2 separate regions of the Mus musculus genome follow, and region 1 is linked to region 2. A link is a contact called in public promoter capture Hi-C data. All regions are on one chromosome and are shown on one strand. The core of a region is the stretch at or near the end of the contact, and the rest is flanking DNA. Distances in the headings are between cores, read along the strand shown. Region 1 overlaps Cog5 (component of oligomeric golgi complex 5). Region 2 overlaps Lamb1 (laminin B1).

Region 1 (2,953 bases), core at 95-2,594, 620 kb after region 2:
ATAATGGGTTAACAATGCTGTGAATACTATGGAATAGAAAACTGAATATGAAGGGATGAGAAGGAACATAATGAAAGACAGTTTCGTAGTTTTGAATGTGGTCTGCAAAAATATTTTAAAGGAATTTTAATTTAAAGAAATACTTAGATAGGCAGAAATTAGGAATGAGATGTACCCCAAGTCATACTGAGTGTGAAAAATTGATCATGGCTCACTAGTGAGGTCTAACATGCAGGTGGAAAAGTAGAGGGCAGATTAACAAATAGTCAAAATTAGTTTTCTAGGGCTGGAGAGAAGGCTCTTTTGTTAAGAGCACTGGCTGCTCTTCCAGAGGATCTGGGTTCAATTTCTAGCATCTACATGGTGGCTTATAACTGTTAACTCTACTCCAGGGGATCTGACACCCTCACACAGACATGCTCATGAAGGCAAAACACCAATGCACATAAAATAAATACTAAATGTTAAAAAAATTAGCCTTTTTTCTTAAAGCTACTAAGATTTTAGCCTGCGTTTACATTACATATCAGGATGCGAAGGCCCAGATGATTAAAGTCGTTCACATAAGACTTGCTGGAGTACACACTGAGTTCAGAGTGCTCTCTACAGAGATGCCGCCTGGATGCTGCTGTCAGTGCTCCAGTCACTAGGGCTATGAAGAGGAAGACACTGCAGCAATAAGCAATGGACTGAGAACTAGGGTACTGCTGCTGTGTAAACTAAGGGACAGCAATGTCAGGAAGTAGTTCAATGAGCAAATGTTGCAGAGATTTCAAAACTAGGAGACAAATTTTGTGTAAAGTAGGAGAAGCAAAATCAGACTGCACACTTTACTAAGAAAAGAGTAACACCAAGATGAAGACACCATGCTCAAGATAATCAACTTTTTCTCAAAACTTGACAGGAGACAGGAAGCTCCAAGAAGGAATTTTCAATTGGTATTTTATATTATCCCATTTTGCTTATTTATTCATTTATTTATTTTTCCCTGCAACAGAGATAGAGAAATGAAAAGTTTTAAAAGTAAAATGTGTCAACAGATATTTATTCTAATGTTGCTTACCACTGTTTTTACTTATAAATGTAGAAAATGAGAGTTTCCTGGGGTCATTTAAGAAGTAACCTCAAACTCTCAATTAACCATGGAAGACATGCACTGCATTATATACTTAAGAACTGAAGGTTTGAATTAGTTTACTATTTGTCTTTAAGGCTAGTCTAGTTTTCCAGAACAAGAGCATTTAAAGCATAAAGCTGCCAAGTCACACAGACCGCACACCTTAGAAGCATGGCTGGGAAGTGCTAGTCATGGTTCTGCCCACCATGCTAAGCACTGGGCGGTCTCACTCCCTACCCAGAGGGCAAGGTGCCATTTAAATAGGAATGCAAGTAGAGCGTTCCTCTAGATTAACCCTGAAGGTTGACCAGTTTGAAATTCTTTAGAAGGATTTTAAATGAACCTTGTGAGTGCCCATTTGGATCTCTTCCTCATTATCACAGCTGGCGGCTCTAGCAAAGTCTTCCACATCTTGCCATTCCTTATTGCTTTCCTTATGGAAGCACAGCCGCGTGCCTGAAGTTGAATTAGAAAGAAGGGATCAGATTACAAGCCTGCTGTGCTACCAAGGCAGCTGCAAATCATTTAAGTACTTCTTTACCTTTCAGAAAGCAGTGCCAAATGGTGGATGGCCAGGAATTGCACCAGCCCAGATCATCATCATCTGACAGGGAGGACATACAGAAAATGCCTGACTCTGACTCACTGTTTGCCTGTACAGAGAAAACAGAAACTTCTGTTTTGTTATTTTTAAAAGATCTTTTAATACCTCTTTTAAACTCGAGCTTTCAAATAAATATAACTTAGTTGTAAGATTAAGGAAAGTAAGCTTTCACTATTGAAGGACTTTTTTTCTTGAAGTTTTAAATACTGTCATCTGTAATAAATTTTCTTAAAAATAGAAATACAGAATCAAATGCATATAATGAACAATGAAATATTTTTGTGCATCTGTATGTTCTTCAAAACAATCTCTCAGATTGGGGAAAGGTAATGTTTTCAACCACTGTATAAACTTTGTAGAAGTTTGACTTCATGAATAAACTCACCCTTTCATGTCTTACTGGTGTTTCTTCCTTCCAGTGGTCATGAGGGAAGGCTGGCCCACTTTTTGAAGAAGAGGACACTGGTGGTGGGCGTGCATAGGAATGTAAACTTTTGCTAGTAGCTATGATGTGTACAGGAGATGATCTAAAATAAAGCAGTTTTTATTATCAGTGTAGGCAGGTCCATAACGAACATCTTTTCTCTTGATAACAGCATATTGCTAATGCTGTTACACAAGAGACAACTATGGAAAGCTCTAGTAAAGACAGCAAGCTGTCCCTTGAACTTATCATTAACCTTCCTCATATATAAACTCACTGGTATATGTTAAAGTGTTCTTTCTTATCGAAGACTCATCACATTTTCTTAAGCTTTTTAAAAATCAAAAGTGGCAAGGAACTTGGGATTTTCCTGCCCCAAGGTCAGGGATTGCATGTATGTACACTACACCTGATTCCCATCTCTTTTATTCCCATACAGATAAATATGCATATCATTATGAAGTAAATACCCATCTATTTCTTAACTCCGAAAACTCAACAGTACTAACCTGGCCAGCCATGTATCACTGGGTGAACTGCCTTAAGTAAAACTACAAATAGAAAACAGCCTGCTTGCCGGGCGTGGTGGCACACACAATTAATCCCAGCACTCGGGAGGCAGAGGCAGGCAGATTTCTGAGTTCGAGGCCAGCCTGGTCAACAGAGTGAGTTCCAGGACAGCCAGGGCTATACAGAGAAACCCTGTCTCAAAAAACCAAAAGAAAAGAAGAGAAGAGCCGAGCCTGTTTCCATTTGTAAGAAGACACTGTTTCTGTGAGTTACACATAAGCATACAGATGTACCGTCA
Region 2 (2,831 bases), core at 140-2,639:
CAGAGCTGGTAGCCTGCACTCACCCTTGTTCATTTTATATCAGAGGCTTAAACTCCCCCCCCCCCCCCCCCACACACACACAAAGAGCTGAGGGTTCACTGGTATTTTTCTTCAGAGTATTTGAAGAAAAGGTGTTCGCTTCCGTTGTCTCTTTAGGAAGAAAGCTGAAACACAGGAGTATAACTGAAGTATAGTCTGAAGGTAGAGAGTGAGAGATTGTGCTAGTGGAGAACCCACAAGTAAGACTGACAGTGTGGGCCAGTTTTAGGTAAGCTTGCTTTTCTTTCCACAGGAAACTAACCAAAGATGTCACAGAAAAGATGGCGCAGGTAGAAGTGAAATTAACTGATACAGCTTCACAGAGTAACAGCACAGCTGGAGAGCTCGGCGCACTGCAGGCAGAAGCAGAGAGCCTTGACAAGACCGTGAAGGAGCTGGCAGAACAGCTGGAGTTTATCAAAAACTCCGATATTCAGGGTGAGAAATCTCAAACCTGGATAATAAATGACCCTGTATCTACCCACTTAATACTTTCTAAAAACAAACAAAAAAGTGTTCTAACAGTTTTAAATCTTTATTAATTGAGTCTTTGGCACAAGTGGGGCTTAAAGTTCTTGGTTTTCCAGTACGGGACCTGGGGACAAGACATAGTAGAGGCCCTACTGCATTAAAATGTGGTCCGTTTCTCAGTTTAACTCCCTGGCCTGTCCTTAGCCTCTGTGGCTACTAAAATATTGTTAATTCTGCAAGTCCTTTTGCATCTGAGATTACTGCTTACTTAGTAACTCAAAAATATTTTAATAATCAATAATGCAGGCTATATCATACCCTCCCCCAAAAGCAAAGGTGACATATGTTAATGACACAATTCCACAGTAGTCATTTTGTTTTACTAGGTCCCTATAGCCAAAATGTACTGTGTTCTTTATGTGTGTAATAATTGTTTGAATGGACCCAAGTAGATAAAGAGAAACAGTCACCTGGACACCTCCAGGCTCCCTGACACCAGGATTTAGATATTTGCCTAAATACAGAAATGGTGTGTGCATGATGGCTTGACTTCTTTCACACCAGTGCTTGACCAGGGGCTGATGGGACAGAAGAGATTTACTGTTCGTAACATGGAAACTCTGCTTCCCTCCAGATTTCTTTTCCCCTTGAATCCTAAAGCCAGTATAAATCAGGGCTATCAGATACCAAAAATGGGCACTGTTTGGGGAGGACCCAGGGACAAGGAGGTTAACTGTGGGCAATTTCGCTTCCTGTCCCAGGCGCCTTGGATAGCATCACCAAGTATTTCCAGATGTCTCTTGAGGCAGAGAAGCGGGTGAATGCCTCCACCACAGACCCCAACAGCACTGTGGAGCAGTCTGCCCTCACGCGAGACAGAGTAGAAGATCTGATGTTGGAGCGAGAGTCTCCGTTCAAGGAGCAGCAGGAGGAACAGGCACGCCTCCTGGACGAACTGGCCGGCAAACTGCAAAGTCTCGACCTGTCGGCTGTTGCACAGATGGTGAGGCTTGGCGTTTGCTCTCATTAGCTCTGGGTTTTTTGTTTGTTTTTTGTTTTTATAAAGAGACAAAGAAAACAGACACCTTCTGCCTTGCTCCAGTATTGCTGTTCGTAATCCTGTAGGGGTGACTCCTGAGCTCAAGGTGCTGGGCTCCACTGTCAGTTAGCCGTGATCAAGGCATGGGGAACAGAGCATGTGTGTGTCTCCCTGCCTGCTCCTGCCTCAACTGTTCCTCTGGGCAGCCCCTCCCCCACCTCCTGTATCTGCTGAGGGACTTGACTTCTGAAACTAGATCCTTTTTATAGTGTGGCCTTCAAAACAAAACAAAAACAAACAAAACAACAACAAAAAAAAAAAACAAGAAAAAACCTTGCTTGTTTTGCTTTGAACTGCAACATCCAAGTGGAAGAATTTAAAATTGTTCAGGGACAGAACCTTTTTCCATCGGTGTTTGCTAAAATGTTCCTTTGTTCCAGTAATATTACCTGGTAAAGCTTAAGGTCTGAGCTGGCCTCAAAGAGCAGATTAATTTCTTAGAAGCTTTTAAAAAGTAACTCTGGAGCCAGGTGAAATTGAGTAGTGAGTTTAATGAAAACCAGGCAGAAGGCCAAAAGGAAACCAAGCCAGGTTTCCCTGTGGTTTTCCTCTTCTTTTTCATGGGAGGAAACCTGAGACAACTGAGATATATTTTTATATATACACCAACATTATCTTCTAGTTTTTCTCAGCCTAGACAGAGGAATCTTTAAGAGTCAGGTGGGAAGAAAACTGGCAAAGACACTCATTTTATGGCCCTGGGCCCTAGGTACCTTGGATAGTAGCACCAAGTATTTTCAGGTCTCTCTCAAGACATAAGAGGGTGACTGCCTCCACTGTAGACCCCAGCAGCACCGGAGAGCAGCAGTCCCCACTCCTGTAGCAGCCATGTGTACTGGAGACAGGAAAACCCTTAACCATTCTGTACCTGCCATCGCCCCTCTTGCCCACGTCTGCAGTCAGAAACAGACAAGCGTGTCACCCATCCTGAACTGTGGTCAGTTTTTTTGGACACCTGCAAAGTTTAGGGGTTGGTATTATCTTCTGCTTTCAACAGAGTGGATCTTAAAGAGTGGGTGGAAATGGGTGTGGAGTGGCGGCACCCTCTCTGTGCAGGCTTTTTTTGTAAGACGTGGCTTAATGGTTTTTTTTTTCTCACTGTTTTTGTTTCAGTTATCCTGTGATTATTTCTGTAGGTTCTCAGCTGCCATCTTCTTGTGAATTGACTTTTTCCTCTTTGTGTTCCTCAGTACTTCCTGATCTTCACTGAGGAAAGCTCAGC

What was found. Promoter capture Hi-C pulls out the DNA fragments that hold promoters and counts their contacts.
Region 1: a promoter capture Hi-C map of cranial neural crest shows a contact between it and region 2. The contact joins two enhancer-like sites. A contact is called at or near these places in 3 of 39 promoter capture datasets (the C10 cell line, cranial neural crest and hippocampal neurons), 4 of 484 Hi-C or Micro-C datasets (cardiomyocytes, cortical neurons, embryonic fibroblasts and 1 more), 2 of 115 datasets of contacts at active chromatin or transcription factors (cardiomyocytes and extraembryonic endoderm stem cells) and 1 of 9 other capture datasets (embryonic stem cells).

Annotation. Positions count from the first base shown.
Region 1 is chr12:31,935,512-31,938,464 of GRCm38.p6, forward strand. It overlaps Cog5 (component of oligomeric golgi complex 5), which reads left to right. Exons shown (of 23, transcript NM_001163126.1): 23 at 1,666-2,119. Hbp1 (high mobility group box transcription factor 1) reads right to left here. Exons shown (of 11, transcript NM_153198.3): 4 at 2,107-2,248; 5 at 1,659-1,770; 6 at 1,461-1,573. Among named protein-coding and RNA genes, the nearest start is that of Hbp1, 13 kb to the right of the region's middle. Within about 2 kb of position 1,345, at least 27 of the 459 cell types and tissues checked have an H3K27ac peak or open chromatin away from gene starts, as enhancers often do.
Region 2 is chr12:31,319,627-31,322,457 of GRCm38.p6, forward strand. It overlaps Lamb1 (laminin B1), which reads left to right. Exons shown (of 33, transcript NM_008482.3): 25 at 293-477; 26 at 1,272-1,513. Among named protein-coding and RNA genes, the nearest start is that of Dld, 30 kb to the right of the region's middle. Within about 2 kb of position 1,390, at least 21 of the 459 cell types and tissues checked have an H3K27ac peak or open chromatin away from gene starts, as enhancers often do.